2 separate regions of the Zea mays genome follow, and region 2 is linked to region 1. A link is a contact called in public Hi-C data. All regions are on one chromosome and are shown on one strand. The core of a region is the stretch at or near the end of the contact, and the rest is flanking DNA. Distances in the headings are between cores, read along the strand shown.

The links. Hi-C and Micro-C count contacts between places; a contact is called where the count stands out from the background.
Region 2: a Hi-C map of leaf shows a contact between it and region 1, with 6 times the contacts expected there. The contact joins the enhancer-like site here to the promoter of LOC100285059 in region 1. A contact is called at or near these places in 3 of 25 Hi-C or Micro-C datasets (bundle sheath, leaf and leaf mesophyll).

Annotation. Positions count from the first base shown.
Region 1 is chr9:17,228,059-17,232,452 of Zm-B73-REFERENCE-NAM-5.0, reverse strand. LOC100285059 reads right to left here and starts at 1,365. Exons shown (of 4, transcript NM_001372164.1): 1 at 1,144-1,365; 2 at 5-274. The coding sequence starts at 1,248. It overlaps LOC103638013 (adenylyltransferase and sulfurtransferase MOCS3-1), which reads left to right and starts at 1,584. Exons shown (of 10, transcript NM_001301626.1): 1 at 1,584-1,932; 2 at 2,383-2,475; 3 at 3,158-3,213; 4 at 3,504-3,568; 5 at 3,873-3,909; 6 at 4,085-4,123; 7 at 4,204-4,312. The coding sequence starts at 1,650.
Region 2 is chr9:17,402,081-17,406,619 of Zm-B73-REFERENCE-NAM-5.0, reverse strand. No RefSeq gene overlaps it. Among protein-coding and RNA genes, the nearest start is that of LOC100272850, 97 kb to the right of the region's middle. Within about 2 kb of position 3,284, at least 4 of the 20 cell types and tissues checked have an H3K27ac peak or open chromatin away from gene starts, as enhancers often do. A contact at or near this core is called in bundle sheath, leaf and leaf mesophyll, where this site is marked.

The sequences.
Region 1 (4,394 bases), core at 116-2,615:
ATACCCTCCTATCATGCTCTTCTGCAAAATATTCGCGATTGACATCACTCCTTGGAATTGCATCATTGGAATTGATAGAGAGTGCTGTATCTCGGACCTGAACAGGCAGACCATATTCAAGATCCAGCAGGCAGACCTGGCAGACATTCTTTAGCTTGCAACATGTCTGGCAGATCTCAGTCTTCTTGTACCTTGCATCTCGCCCAGGACGCCACCGGAATACAGTAAAAGGACGTGCACAAATTTTGCATTCTTTGTCATATTCAGCTCTTAACTGCAAAGAAAAACAAGAGTCAGTGAATCATATTTACATGAAATACTGAAGCAAATGCAAAATAAGGAGCAACTAAATGGAAAGTTATTCCCATTCATGTATTACACAACACCTATCTGGTACTACATGATGTGTATTGCATATGGCAAAACCAATTGGTTAGCTAGTTTAATTTGTTAGCATTCTAGAAACTAATTTACCCTGGTTATAACTGGCTTAAATCTATCACTCATCTTGCTAATCACACTATGCGCATGGCGAAACCACCTTACTGCACTACTGCTCTTGCAGAATCATCAACAGTGGCTACTTGGGGTGAAATTAATGGAAACCAGGGCTGTTCAGTTCTGAGGCAGAGATTGCCTTTCCTAGCTAGCAAGGGTCTGCCCTACCTCGTGGTTGGAAACAGCCGAATCAGCTCTCCAATGGTAGCATGATATTTTCTTGGCAGCACAAGCCCCAAGAAAAACAAGCCTCCCAAATCAAACAGCTACCTCTTTCCATTTCCTGGCTAAGCAAGGTATGATGAGGAGAAGCAAGCGAACCAAACGGTTTCCAAACCACTACCAGTAATTTAGCATTTTGCAGAGCACAATCCCGAAGCAAGCATCACTGCATCAGACTTCCTCAAAGATCCAATCCCAAGTTTAATAACACATCTATAAGAGACAATTTCACAAAGAAGGCAATATGCCAAAAAAAAAAAACGTGCACAGAATTCGACGCAGCGAAACCTAGACCTAGTTCCCGTCGAGCATAAGAAATCACAGACGAAACCAAATCAAGCGGACCACCGGCCACAAATCGGATAACGACGCCAAAGAGAAGCACACAAATCATTCAGGTAGGGCTAGGGTTTGATGTGTTACCATCCGGACGTAGGGGTTGTCGCCGAGGCATGACTCGCAGATGATGGGGAAGTCCGACCGCTCCCACCCGTCCGCCTGCGCGTCCCGCAGCAGCCGGTGCGCCATCCCCCTCCTCTCCGCCGCCGCCGAGAAGCCGGATGGAACGAAGCCAAGGGGCTGCGGGCAGGCGAGACGAGACGAGACGAGACGTCGAGACCCGAGTGCCGACTCCCGAGTCCGGAGTCCCGACCGATCGTTGACCGAATACCTCGCCCTCGCCTCTAGCTCAAAGTGGTCTCTTATTGGGCCGCACTTTAAAGCACATCTACTACTGCGTGGGTCAGACTGTGCTCCAGGCTTTACGTAAGCGTTTACGTGGGCCTAGGTTTACGTATTTGTTTACGTGGGCCGAGCCCGCGTGGAAAAGACGTGGTTAGTTAATTTTGGCGGCTGTGGCGAGACCATTTCGGCGGTTGAGGCGACACGGCAGAAGTGAGCAAAGCGTTCAGGTGCGGAGCCGCGGAGGGATGGGCGGCAGGAGGGAGGCCATAGAGCGGGAGCTGAAGAAGCTTCGGGCAGAGCGGGAGGAGCTCGACGGCCGGATACGGCTGCTGGAATCGCAGCTCGAGGCAGGGCCTGCGGGATTCAACGGTGCGGCGGCGGGGAAAGGAGTAGGGGACGATGCGTGCGGCGGGAGTGGAGCGTGCCAGAGCCGCGTGGGTAACGAGTTTGCTCCGGACGGTAGCCTCCCGGCGGATATGATCTACCGGTACAGCCGCCACCTCCTTCTCCCGGACTTCGGGGTCGAAGGTCAGTTGTTTAGTTTCACTCGTCACGGCTTGCTGCCTCCAAAGTCTCATTGTTTACTCCTCACTCCGTCCCTCTTGTTCTAACATTTTTAGAGCTAACTAAATTTATATAATAAAATAATAATAATTAGGAAACTAAATAAATATATTTGATTTTTATTAATTATATTTTCATACTACCCCTATTTTATGACATAAATCTTTATGATTATTTATATAATTTTGGCCAAACCTATCATTAATTTTGGTCAAAGTTAAGGTCATTTGACTCTTCAACAAAGTTTTTTAGTGGAATGTATTATAATTTGGAACGGAGGAAGCACTGTCATATAGTTGCTTGTCTCTTCTGCTTCAGATGTGTCATCACAATCGCAGCATATTGCTGGGGAAAACGGTGCAGTTAGCACGCTCGTTTCGGCTGATCCTCTGACCTTTGTCATCTTTCTGGCAGGCCAGCGGAAGCTGTCACAGTCGTCGATTTTAGTTGTTGGGGCTGGAGGTTTGGGCTCTCCCCTGGCATTGTATCTAGCAGCTTGTGGTGTCGGTAATTTTCTTCTCCGCTGTTGATTTTTTTTTTGTGAATTATGAGTATTAAATAAAAAGTAAAGAGTTGAAACGAAGAAAATTAACCGAATTAAATTAAGTTTTCCAGCCATGTACCAATTAGAGGGAAGTGGCTCTGCTTCACCCTCATGGTGAACAGAGAAAATAGTCATTTTCTTGGAAGCGAAAACAGATGGTTGGATTCCTTGGAAAATTAGATCATCTCTTGCCTTCCAAATGCTCCAGTACATAATGATGATAATTTTCATAAAGAAGGGCGTGTTGAGTTGGTTGCTTGAACTGATGAAGACATTCAAAAGGGTTCATGTTTGAACTTGTCTGCATATTAACTAGGTTCCAACAGGCAGAAGCAAATGGACAGAGAATGAGCAAGTGCTGCAAAGATTCTTCAATCTGATTGGTGCAAAAGACACAGTTATAGCTAGGAAGATACATGTTTTCCTTCTCAACAGCTGCCTCATACTCTGCTGTGAAGTTGTGTTGAATGATAGTTTCTCAAGGAAGAAATTATATTCCTTTAATGATAATACAGATTTCTAGATGTGGTCCTTGCCAAAAAAAATATATGTCATATGTGTAAAGTGAATTTGTTGGTGGGCTCTAGTTCACTAATTTGTTGTATTTACTAATGTACCGTTGCTTACAGCTTGTTATCTTATTAGGTCGCTTGGGCATTGTGGATGGTGATGATGTTGAATTGAATAATCTTCATCGACAGGTGAAATAGCTTGGCATGTCTTCTGTCCCTATTATCTAGTGTTCTCAATATTTTCTTTGGATTGTATCTAAACACCGAATCATCAGCGTGATATATTCTTGTTCTTGGTAACTCAATTAGAAGGGGAACATAAATATGCACCCATAAGCTAGCAAATTTGTCATGAAGTGAGAGAGTTCCGCTTGATAAAGGAATTTTGAACATAGCCGATGATCAAAATTGGTTATTTTAATCTGTGGTGGTCATACATATCAATGCTAACCTTGTTTTTTGTTCTCAAATTGTCTCAGATAATTCATAAAGAAGCATATGTTGGACAATCTAAAGTGAAGTCAGCAGCTGATGCTTGCCGGGAGTAAGAAACTATCCTTTTGGCAGTTTTCTCTGATTGATTGCCAACCAAATATATTTGATTCACTATCCCACTATATCACATATGTTGTCTCAAGTCAGGATTAATTCCTCTATCAAAGTAGTAGAGTATCACCATACTCTGAAGCCATGCAATGCTTTGGAGGTTGCACGGAAGTATCCTTACAATATATGCTATGACAGACACAATATTGTTTCCTCAAAGCCAACACTCTTGTTTTCAGCATTAACTAAAATACCCTCAGATATGATATAGTTGTTGATGCAACTGACAACCTTCCTACTAGGTATATGATCAGCGATTGCTGTGTTTTGCTGAACAAGGTAACTTCATTTTTTGTTGTTGTAAACGATGCATGCTATATTTGATATGGAATTCTTGCTCTGCAATGTTAACCTGTTGCCAAGTAAATTTACCAATACGATAGTGTAATAACTTTTTATTGATTCATGTGATCATGCATTGATGAATCACTTACATTTGCCCTACTTCTTGCAGCCACTTGTATCTGGTGCGGCATTAGGCTTAGAAGGGCAGGTAGGCATCTTTCTTGCCAAAGATATTGCACCCTTTTGCTTCACCATATTCTTACATTCATTCATTGTCTTCTCTAACAGTTGACTGTTTATCATCATAATGGAAGCCCATGCTATCGGTGCCTCTTTCCAACTCCACCACCTGTGGCAGCCTGCCAGAGATGCTCAGACAGTGGTGTCCTTGGGGTTGGTAGGTGACACTGTAGAAGCTCGTCATTAGTACGGTGGACAAAAACTTATATTTTTGTCAACCTGTTTAAAATTCGTCAATC
Region 2 (4,539 bases), core at 2,035-4,534, 170 kb before region 1:
AACAAGGAAGATATACTTTCCTTTTCTAAATTTTGCATAAATGCAATTGTCTTCCTTGTTTTCCTCGAAACCAAACTTTCTTATAGTCTAATCAAACTTGATGTACCACTGTCTGGAGGCCTGTTTTAATCCATAAATGGACCTCCTCAAGTGACATCCCATGTGTTCTTTACCGCTCACAACAAAACCCTTTGGTTGTGCCATGAACACATTTTCTTCTAACTCTCCATTTAGGAATTATGTCTTTTACATCCATCTGATGGAGCTCTAGATCAAAATGAGCAACTAGTGCCATTATGATCTTGAATGAATATTTGTTGAGACAGGTGAGAAGGTTTCATGGTAGTCAATGCCTTCTCTCTGTGTGAACCCTTTGGCCACAAGTCTAGCCTTGTATCTTTCTATGCACAGAAGGTGAAGCTACTTGCTCTGTAGTAGTTGCACTAGATGATGCCACATTTGCAGCAGGGGTTTCACCCACAGTTGGTGTGACTGCTGGTGGAACCACAGTGGGTATCGAGAAGTATGGTTCTTCAACCATCAGAAACGGGACATATATCCTCTTTTCCTGAAGGTCAACCTCTCTCAGTACCTTACTCCCCATGATCATGTCATCCTCTAAGAAAATGGCATGTCTAGTCTCTATGAACTTGGTTTGTCTATCAGGGCAGTAGAATCTGTAACCCTTCGATCTGTCAGGGTAGCCAATAAAATGGCAGCTAGTGGTTCTCTCATCTAGCTTTCCCTGTCCAGGATTAAATATTCTAGCTTCTGCTGGACAACCCCATATGTGGAAGTAGTTGAGTGTGGGTTTTCTGCCAGTCCACAACTCATATGGAGTTCTAGTCACTGATTTACTAGGAACTCTATTGAGTATATGCATAGCGGTTTTTAAAGCCTCCATCCGTAGACCCAATGGCAGGTTAGAGTAACTTAGCATACTCCTTACCATATCCATTAGCGTTTTGTTACGCCTTTCAGCAACCCCATTCTGTTGTGGTTCGCCAGGTGTTGAATACTGGGCAACAATACCATTTCCATCATATTTTGCATTGACAAATTCTGTCATTAGAGAGCAAGCATAAGCCTTAGAAGACCCTTTATGATGAGAGGCTACCCTCTCAAGGTATTCCTTGGTAGTCTCACACTCTGGTATGGAACTCTAAAGAGGCTCCTTGATGCTCCTCTTAAGAATAATCATACATTTGTCATTTGATATTTCCCACTTGACCTTGTCGATGCTGTATTGCATCCACCTGTGGTCATAGTTGGGAGTTCCCACTGTGGGCTCTACTGGTTTATCAAACCTCAGTGCGTAATCCATCTCACCCACTGTGGTTATCATATCAATATCCTCCCGCCAAGAATAGTAATTACTACCATCTAGCGGTTTCATCTGAGCAATCTGGCTAATCAGCATGGCGGTATGAGCACCTTTGCAAAATTAAAACAGAAAATATTTAGGACATCTGAAATAAATACTGAATACTAAATCATAGAACATGCATGAATTAAATATTCAATGTTAGTCAAATAATAACCATGTCATATCTATGAAAATTTCTGATCACAAAATTCTAAACCATCGTTGGATGATCTAGAAAACATAAACTTGTATTAAATTATGGTAACAATATCCAATGTTGGTTAAAATATTCAATCACCACAAAATTCTCTGAATTCTAAGCAATTTAAACAATAATCAATCCACGTTGGTTTCATAATTAACTGAAAAATTGCATAAAATATAAATAAAAAAGTACTAAAGTACGCAGCGGAATAAAAATAGTCCGTAAATATAAAAAAGTACTAAAGTACGCAGCGGAATAAAAATAGTCCGTAAATATCTCTGAAATTTTCTACAACTGGAAAAAATATTTCTGTACTTTTCTGAATTTTCTAGCTATTTTCTAATTTCTTCTTCTCTTTCACTAATTCTAATTTCCAGGAAAAAAATCTTTTCTGGCCATTCGGCCGAGCCATGCTGGCGGCCTGGCCGCGGGGGAGGCGCGCCCAGCCGCGCACACAGGCGGCCCAGCCGGCGCTGCCGTGAGAGAGAGAGGCGCGCGCCCAGGCCGCAACCTGGGCCTGGGCCGCCGTTCTGGCCCACGCGCAGGTGGGTGCTTCCAGGCTCATCCTGTGCCCTTGGATCAAATCCAACGGCCAGGAATGCTCGAGCTACTGTAGCTAGGTTTATAAATACCGAGAATGTCGGATGTGGAGGTAACCCTAGCTCATTTCTATTCTCCTCCCTAGCCGCCACTTGACTTCGGCCACTAGAGGGCCATCGTCTCCACATCCGACCGCGCCGCCCTGCTTCTTCCTCTCTGTTTCTATTTTTCTTTCACTTTCTCAACTCACTGTTCCTCTTTCTGTGGCTCACGGCAGTGATGTCGTTCGTCGTATGAGCCATGACAGCCTCTGTGCTCGGCGACGTGGGACCCCGCGGGCTCTCCCGTCGGTAGGCGCGTCCCCTCGGGTGGGCGCGCCACCGTCGGTCGGGCGCCGACGGTGGTCCCTGTGAACGACGAGGTAAAATCCGACCCACTGGATCGTTTCTGTGCCTCTTGTACCCAGATCTAGCCCCAAAATCGAATCCCTCTGTGTGTATGAATGTATATGATGTAATACTTGGGATCGAGTTGAGACGTTTTCTATCGCGGGTTTATATGGACAGTGTTTTGTGCACTAGAATCCAAATCGGATTTTGGGGGAAAACCGTTAGGGTTTTCTATCCCTAATCTGTTCTGCGAGTTCCTATTCTTTATTTAGGGCGTGTTTGGCATGGCTCTGTTCTACCACAGAGCAGCTCTACTCCAAAACTCTGTGTGGAGCAGCTCTGCTCCGGAGTTTAGATTGTTTCTTATAACCGGTGGCAGTGGTGGGTAAATAACTCAAAACTCCATGACTAAGTTGTTTTTTTGGAGTTTTCGGAGCAGCAAAAGAGGCACTTCAAAAAATTGTACCGCAGCTCCAAAAACTCTATAGAGTTTACAACTCTGGAGTTAGAGTGTTTGGCATGCTCTGGCCAGCTCCTCCTTGGAGTTTTGCTCTGGAGCCATACCAAACAGGCCCTTAAACTTGATTCTTGGCCGCGGATACACAGATCCATAGCCCTTAAACAATCTATGTGATTCGATCTGTATACTAGGGTTAGGTAATAAAACCCTAACTCTAGACAAAGATGAACTGTGGCTCTTGAGTTATGAGTATGGCCGAGACCCTATGTATACAGAGTGCTATCCGCGAAGCTCAGCAGGAGGACCAAGGTGGCCAGAATGATGACAAGGATACGCGATAGCTCAGGGGAGCACTCGATCAAGTCTGCCATCAACATCCAGTTTGCAGGACATATATACACGGCTTCAAACGTCCCGAAAGTCATCTGGAAGAGCTAGCTATATGGGCCCGCCACCATGATGCAGTTTCTTCTTCTCTGGCTCCTGCAAGATAGATTACGGTCTGCAGTAAGTCTACAACTTTTGGAGCTGGAAGAACAATCTACATGAAAGGAGCTTGGAAAGCTCCACTCTCGACTCCACCCACCCACTACTTCGTAGAGAAATGTCCTTTCGCTAGAGCTGTGTCTGGACCAGGTAGGTTGCTACCTGGAGCAATCTGTCCGAATCACAGTGGACTGGACAAGCGGAGACGGAGAGCTGGTTTTGCTAGACATCACACATCATCCGCAGGCACGAAACAGGCTCACACACACACTAAGCAAGTCTGATGCCTTTGGTCTATCGGATGCAGAGGCATGCGGTAATAATCTTCCAGAATAGTAGACCTTCCAGACGGTCGTCCATGGAAGAGAGCACCCACAACACATCACACCATCGAAGAGTAGACCTTCCAGACGGTCGGCTTTCTGGTGGACGGCAGCGATGGCAGCGACGGCTGAAAATGGTATTGAAAATAGGAAAGGAGAAAAAGATGAAAAAAATCCCCTATCATATCAAAAGAACTCGCGTGCTCATCAAGGTTAAACGACCTACCTCTGGTTGGCTACCCCACAATCATTTCTCTCTGGCCCAGGGGATTTTTTTTTCTCATTTTAAAATTTACCTTTTTTTGAAAACATATCTGTCGTGACAAAAACTATAAAAGTATGTAAAACTATATTACTGCCGCCCATTGCAGGAAGTAACTTCTACCAATTTTAAAAAAACTCGACCCGTGAGGCCTTATGACGCATGTCAATAAAATCCATGAACTATTCCTATTCCTATATATTATAGCGGGACGCGAAGCTGCAACCCTGTTCGTCCACGCCATCTCTTTGTTTGACACCGCAAGATCGACATCATATATTCACGAATTGGTTTCCTGTCACAGACTCTCAGCGATGCGGGAATTCGAGAACCTTCCAGATGGGCTCCTTCCTCCATAGCTTGCCTCGCGCGGCGGCTCCGCCCGGCCAGCACAACCGCAGTCCTGGTCTTTGGCCTTGGCGGCGCATGCTCCAATTGACAGCGGCACAATGCTCTTACGCCGGTCGCCGCGGGAGCAAATCTGTGCTCTCAGTCTGCATCGGAGACT